2 separate regions of the Sus scrofa genome follow, and region 2 is linked to region 1. Evidence: chromatin contacts called from public HiChIP or PLAC-seq data. All regions are on one chromosome and are shown on one strand. The core of a region is the stretch at or near the end of the contact, and the rest is flanking DNA. Distances in the headings are between cores, read along the strand shown.

Region 1 (3,237 bases), core at 26-2,525:
ACCATAGCTCATGGTAACGCCACCGGATCCTTAACCCACTGAGCAAGGCCAGGGACTAAGCCCACAACCTCATGGTTCCTGGTCGGATTTGTTAACCACTGAGCCATGACGGGGAACTCCCTAACATGCTATTATTGAAGACTGCGTTAATGAAAGTATATGACCACATTAGAAAGATTTTCTTGATGCACTGATTTGTTTTTAACTAAATATAAAAAAGAGAGCGAGATACGATTTCTTTACTTTAGGAGGGTGTAGTTCCTTTTTAGTTTAATTTAAAAAGTTTTATTGAACTTAATTGAATTATTTTCTATAAATTATTTTTATTAGTGTTGTAGATAGGAAGTAGTTTGGACCATTGGAAAACTTGTGTTCTAATTGTCATGTGCAATGGGCTATGGAGAGTACCATTTTTTTGAATTAAAGTGCTTAGTGATATTTATGTGTCAGACACCTTTGTTAACTTATAAATACGTCATGTATTGAATGACCTCTGCTGTCTTGTAAGTTTCCAGTCCAACCCTAGAGCTCATGTTTGCTACTTAGAAATGATTAGTTAAGATTGTTTGGCTAAGGGTTTCACTGGTAACTGCATGTTTCATAGAATCAAATTGACTGAAAACTTTCATTGAGCTTTTTTCATCCCAAAATCCTTAACCTCTTTTAAAATCATGTCTGTGGATTACATAATAAAATGAGTTAGTATATGGCTTAGCCAAACATTTTCAATGAAATCCTTCATAGACTTTTTTAGTGTCAGTATACATTTTTTTGGTCTTTTGTTATAAAGATAACCTTTTGATTCCATCTACTTGTATTTTTATTTATTTAGGTGTTTTTTTTTTTTGTTGTTTTTGTTTTGTTTTGCTATGCCTGGGGTGTGCAGAAGGTCCTGGGCTAGGGTTTGAACACCCGACACCTGAGCTGCTGCAGTGACAATGCTGGATACTTAACCTGCTGCACCAACAGGGGAACTCTTCCATCTACTTTCTAAATGTTTAAGATAGCAAGTTAGTGCTTTGTGGGTTTTAAAATTGTAAAATGGCATTTTTCAAAGACTGTTAACAAAGTTAACCTGTCCCCTCCAAAGATGCTTGTAATCATACTTGCATATGTACCCGTGATTACTTGAATTTCTTGTATTAGTTGAAATTTCCATTTGGCACCACATGGAATGCAGTCCTGTCTTGCAGAGAATGCTTGAAGTGTCCTTCCACCATCAGCAAAAACACCCCTTCTTGGCTAGGAACCATCTGTGATTCTCTTTTTCCATTTGTGACCTTAGCTCAGCTGGCATTCAACAGAAGTGTAGGTCATGGATTGTGGATTACCCCCTCCTATTCACCCTCACATATCCAAAATAGAACAGAGACCAGGAAGAATTTTATCATTCTTTTGTTTTTCTTTTACCTTTGGAGCAGTAGAGACCTAAGTAAGTAAACAAAAAATGAGTATTCATACCATGTCTACCTGTGATGTGTCAGAGACAAGTCATTTAAATTTTTTTCATCTTTTATTCTTGCCTATAATATGGGAATTAGAGCTTTACTTTATGATACAGTGAATATGAAAAGTTCATAGATTTTAAAATGCTGCATAAATGATTTTCATAGTTATATTTTTCTTTTAGTAAACTCTGCTGTCAACATATTATGAACTTATTTTATAATTCATAGTTTTGGTCATAATTTCTACTTAAAATTTGAATTCTCTTTCACCTGGCACTGACAATATTACCTTAGTTACAATTACATGTAGCCATTTGATTTTTTAAAACGTTGCCTCTTATAACTGACTGTTTTCTGGCATTGGCAGTGCAACAATCATTGGTAATATCTATGCCTGTGCTGAAGGGATTTTAGAATTAAGAACTTATGTCCCATATTGTTTTAAATATGATCTAATCCTTGAAAATTACAGTAAGTATGTGGTGCATGTTAATTATCAATTGACAAGAGTGTTTTGGAGTTTTGTTGACCATTGCATATAGAGAGCAAGAATATTTGATTAACAAGGATTACTACAAACTCGTGTCGCATGTTTCTTTCCACCTTTGGTTTTTTTATTTGCAGAATAGTTTTTATTTATGCTTACTGTTCCTAATTTTATGGTAGTAATAAAGAATAAATGATGGTGTGAAATAATTTTATGTTGAAACCAGGAACCAGACAATAATCAAATATTTATAGTTCCCTTGTTATGTGCTAGGCATCATGCTGGGTGCTTGATGATCAATCTTGCATTGGAAAATAATTTAGGATTTATTCTTTTTTTAAAAAATCTTAACTTGAATGATTTATAGGGACAAATTTAAGATTCTGCTGATTCATTTTTGTACCTTTTTTATTAAATTCATTTTATTTATTATATAGAATAGATTTAGTAGTTATGAAATGAATAAGTAGCAGTCTTTATCATTTTGAACTATTGATTTAACTAGTTGAACTCTATAGTAACTGCAAGCTAATCACTGACTTTTTAGTTCAGCAGTATACTGGTTGATAGTGCTTTATTTAAATAGCAGAACCACATAGCTTTTCCAGCTTTTTAGTTTTCCTAGGGTTAAATATTGTGCCCAAAAGTTCACCAGGCATCTTATTTGCTTGATTAATTCTCAAGTATATGGACTATAAAATTTAACCTCTGCCATATTAAAGCAAAAAGCCTTTGATTTGTTATAGCTTCCTTTAAAAACTCAGTGTATGTATTAAGATGGCCTACTGAAAGCAGTGGGAAATATGAAAGTCAGCTATATAAATAATGACTGCATCATTTTCTCTTGAAAATCTAAGTAGAAAAAAATAAAAGAATTTGGGAAAAATATTCAATGGAGCAATAACTCAGGTTATTATCTTATGGAGATTTAAAGAGATTTTGATTATTGAATACCTATTTTATGAAGACATTCATCATTTTATAGTAGTTCTAACAGAGCTAAGGTAATCCATGCTTCATGGTTTTAGTCTATATAGGTGGCTTTACAGATATTTTTGCTTTCTCATGTAAAAAGATGTTTGTCAGCTGAACTTAATTTGAGAAGAACTTGCTGGAATTCAGTCTTTAGGCATTAAAATGTTGAATACTTCTTAAGAAGAACTGTGTTTCAATTTTGGTGTTAACATTTTACTGTCAAAATTGTTTTGCCTTGGAAATGATGTGAATTTGAAATTATAAAAATCTAAATTACAATTGATGTACAATAGAGGGATGGTTTTGACAGCGGTTTGTGGCTATTCA
Region 2 (3,184 bases), core at 150-2,649, 180 kb after region 1:
GTAAGAGTAACTAAAAGTGAGGGTTTATCAGTGTACTTAAAATAATATTCAGGCTGCATCCCATTGTCAAAAGGTTTACATCATCCAACCCCTGCTCACCTCTTTGATCTCATTTGGTACCTGTCTCCATCCTATTTATAAGCTGTCAAACACATTAAACTTGTCCCTCTACTCTGACTTTTGTAAGTGTCCTGGACCTAAACTCCTCTCTCTTAGGTCTCACTGGGGCTGGCTTCTCATTTGCCCTTCCTCGAAGAAGGGTTCTATACCCACCGCTGCCTCCCATCTAATGTGTCATCTCTTCTCTCCTGCCTCCCCTGGCACACTTAAACATAGCATGTTGTTTTGTTTTCTTCATAGTTTTTCTCCCCCTGAAATTATCTTTTAAGAAACTTCTAAACTGTCTGATTGCCCCAGCTTCTGGAATGTAAGCTCTGTAGGAATTTGAGCCTTCTTCACAGTGATACACCTGGCATTTTAGGGCAACATTTGTACATTTGTTGAATGAACAAGTAAACTGAAAGTTGCCTAAGCTACTGATTCTTGGTAATGAAAGGAAATTCTGTCAGAATCTTTTTTTTTTTCTCTAAACCTTTTGCAAAATTGGTGCTCTCAAAAAAAAAAAAATCAGACATCATAATTTTAAGCATTCGTATTTTTGGTAATGACCAGTGCTGATTGAATATCACTGTTATTAAATAAATGTTTATTTAGCTGCTTATTTATTAGAATAGCTTGAAGAGTGGGCATTTATTATCTCTCGGATATATACCAACTTTATTTAGGTGCTGCATCAATCATCTGAAGGATCTTATGTTTTCTCTTGATCTCTTAAATGCCATCCTTATGTTGAATAAATATTATCTTTCATATTTTTGGCAACTAATAGGTCGGTTAGTTCCAGTATCTCCTTTTTCTTTTATAGCCTTTCAGTTGAATTTTTCCTCATTAGGAGAAATTGCTTTTAACTGGTAAAAATCAAAGTTAATTCTGTTAAAAATTTGTATAACATATTGCAACTGTAGCTGTCTTTGTCTTCATAGTTTTAAGTAGACTATATGAAAAGTGTAGAAGCATCTTACGTTATTTTTGTTGGTTTTAGCCAGCAGATTTATTTTTCTTATGTTAGGGATGTTGGGGGATTTTGATCATGAGCAGTGCTGATGATTAAAGGCGACACTGTGTTTTGATTAAAGAAAAAGAAAACCTAGCTTCTGGTGTAAGCCTGTGGTATGGAAAGAGTATGGAAGATAAATACTTGCTGATAACAGCATTCTACCAAATGTCAGCTACAATTTTATTTTCCTTTTGCTGGGAAAACTGTGGCCTCCTTTCAGGACTGGTGAGTGAGACATTTTACAGCAGTGTTGAATATAAAAGGCCCTGCTCTCTGGTAGGCTGATGCCAAATGTTGGAAAGCCTTTAAAGAAGTTGCCAAGCCACATTCAGTATCAGCTGCTAGATCTGAAATAGAGCAATGTAAAAAGTTAGATGTTTTTCCTGCTTTGTTTATTGTAGACAGTGTCTTTTAGAAATATAACTAGAGCCATCACTGTAAATTGAGACAATAATTTTGTTGTTATACTGTTTACTTTATGTATTAGCTCCCATTAAATACACACTACAATGTAATACTAGAACACTGTCAATTCCTTAAATAGAATTGGAGTATGAGAAAGAAAGAAAATCTCCACATGGATCCTTCCCTCTTTTTCCTTCCTCATCTCCTTCTGGAAGTATGTAGGTAATTTATGTGTAATATAATCAGTCAGGAAAAAATAATAAGGGTTAATACTCACTCATACATGATAGAAAGGGCTAAATGGAGTATGGGAAAGCAACATTTTATGAAAACAAAAAGGCCATATATCTAGCACCTATTTGCTAACAAATTTTCTTCCTCCCTTCCCTTCCCTTCCCTTCCCTTCCCTTCCCTTCCCTTCCCTTTCCCTTTCCCTTTCCCTTTCCCTTTCTTGCTTGCTTTCTTTTCTTTCTCTCCCTCTCTCTCTCTCTCTCTCTCACTCTTTCTCTCTTTCTTTTTCATTTGACCACATTAGGTAAAATCCTGCTTGCTGTTGTTAACCTGTTGAATGGCCACATAGTGGAATTCTGTCTGCTTTGTGCTTATTTGGCAGGTCATTTCTCCCACTGTGAGCTGGTTGGGAGAATCTAGGCAGATGTCAGAGGTCTGTCCCTATATTTCTTTCTAGCTGTCAAGAACTCTGCCATGTCTGCCACTCAGGCTCCTCCTCCAGCAGTAGAATCTGTCATAGTGGTTGAGTGTTTGTGTAAAAAATAAGTAAACATTAACTGATTTTAGGGTGCACTATACAAATGTATTTTGTAGTTTGGGAAGATAACATTTCAGTATAGCAGTAAGGAGCAATGGAGAAAGTCTAGTTTATGCTCTCAGGCAAATAGATATAGGTAGATAAACAGGACAGCCTGATTTAGTTATTTTATTTTATTCTGTTGATCCCTTTTTGTTCTTTGCAATATATGATGCCTAATTTAATGAGAAAAATAGTAGAAAAATTATTTGGCTCCCTATACTGTTCCATTCCTCTACCCTCCCTGCCTCCAACCCAATTTGTTACTGTCTTTTGAAGTAACCACAAAATGGATTAAAGGCTTTGTTTTATACTTAAAAAATAAAAAAAAGAACCCAAGCATGTCTTAAAGTGAGCAGTAAAACCACTTTATTGGTTATGCATTACCTAATATAAATGCTACTTTAATCTGTATTCTCTGCCAGGCACACTCCCATTGAATTTTCAGAGGGTTGTCCAGAGACTCTTGAGCAGATAATCTGGCCTAGTTTAGTAACCTCAAGAGAGATTTTAATAAGATGACTTTCATAAGCCTCCTTAAATATTGTGTGTATCAGCTTCTGATTTTCAAACACATAGCACTGACTAGAGCAGCTCTTAAGTCTATTTTGGCAACCTGAAAATTACTATATATATATATATATATGTATTTCCATTAGAATGGCATACTGCACACTCTTCCAGCCTGTGGATCAAGAGCTTCCACACTGTCATTTGCTTCTAGTAAGTGAGCTACCCAGGGAGAAATACTAAGTCTTTAGACCACTAGAGCACTGTTTTTGCATTAATGTAAGGTATCTGCTGCTCTGTTACCACTCCTGTGCCAGAAAGGGTACCCTTGTGTTGAGGAAAAA

What was found. HiChIP or PLAC-seq counts read pairs in DNA pulled down with a chosen protein or histone mark.
Region 2: a contact with region 1 is called in an H3K27ac HiChIP or PLAC-seq map of skeletal muscle. The contact joins two enhancer-like sites. A contact is called at or near these places in 2 of 2 datasets of contacts at active chromatin or transcription factors (alveolar macrophages and skeletal muscle).

The regions. Positions count from the first base shown.
Region 1 is chr14:36,117,031-36,120,267 of Sscrofa11.1, forward strand. The region is part of intron 2 of MED13L (mediator of RNA polymerase II transcription subunit 13-like); the gene reads left to right. Among named protein-coding and RNA genes, the nearest start is that of MED13L, 57 kb to the left of the region's middle. Within about 2 kb of position 1,276, at least 1 of the 83 cell types and tissues checked has an H3K27ac peak or open chromatin away from gene starts, as enhancers often do. A contact at or near this core is called in skeletal muscle, where this site is marked.
Region 2 is chr14:36,296,237-36,299,420 of Sscrofa11.1, forward strand. The region is part of intron 4 of MED13L (mediator of RNA polymerase II transcription subunit 13-like); the gene reads left to right. Among named protein-coding and RNA genes, the nearest start is that of MED13L, 240 kb to the left of the region's middle. Within about 2 kb of position 1,400, at least 5 of the 83 cell types and tissues checked have an H3K27ac peak or open chromatin away from gene starts, as enhancers often do. A contact at or near this core is called in skeletal muscle, where this site is marked.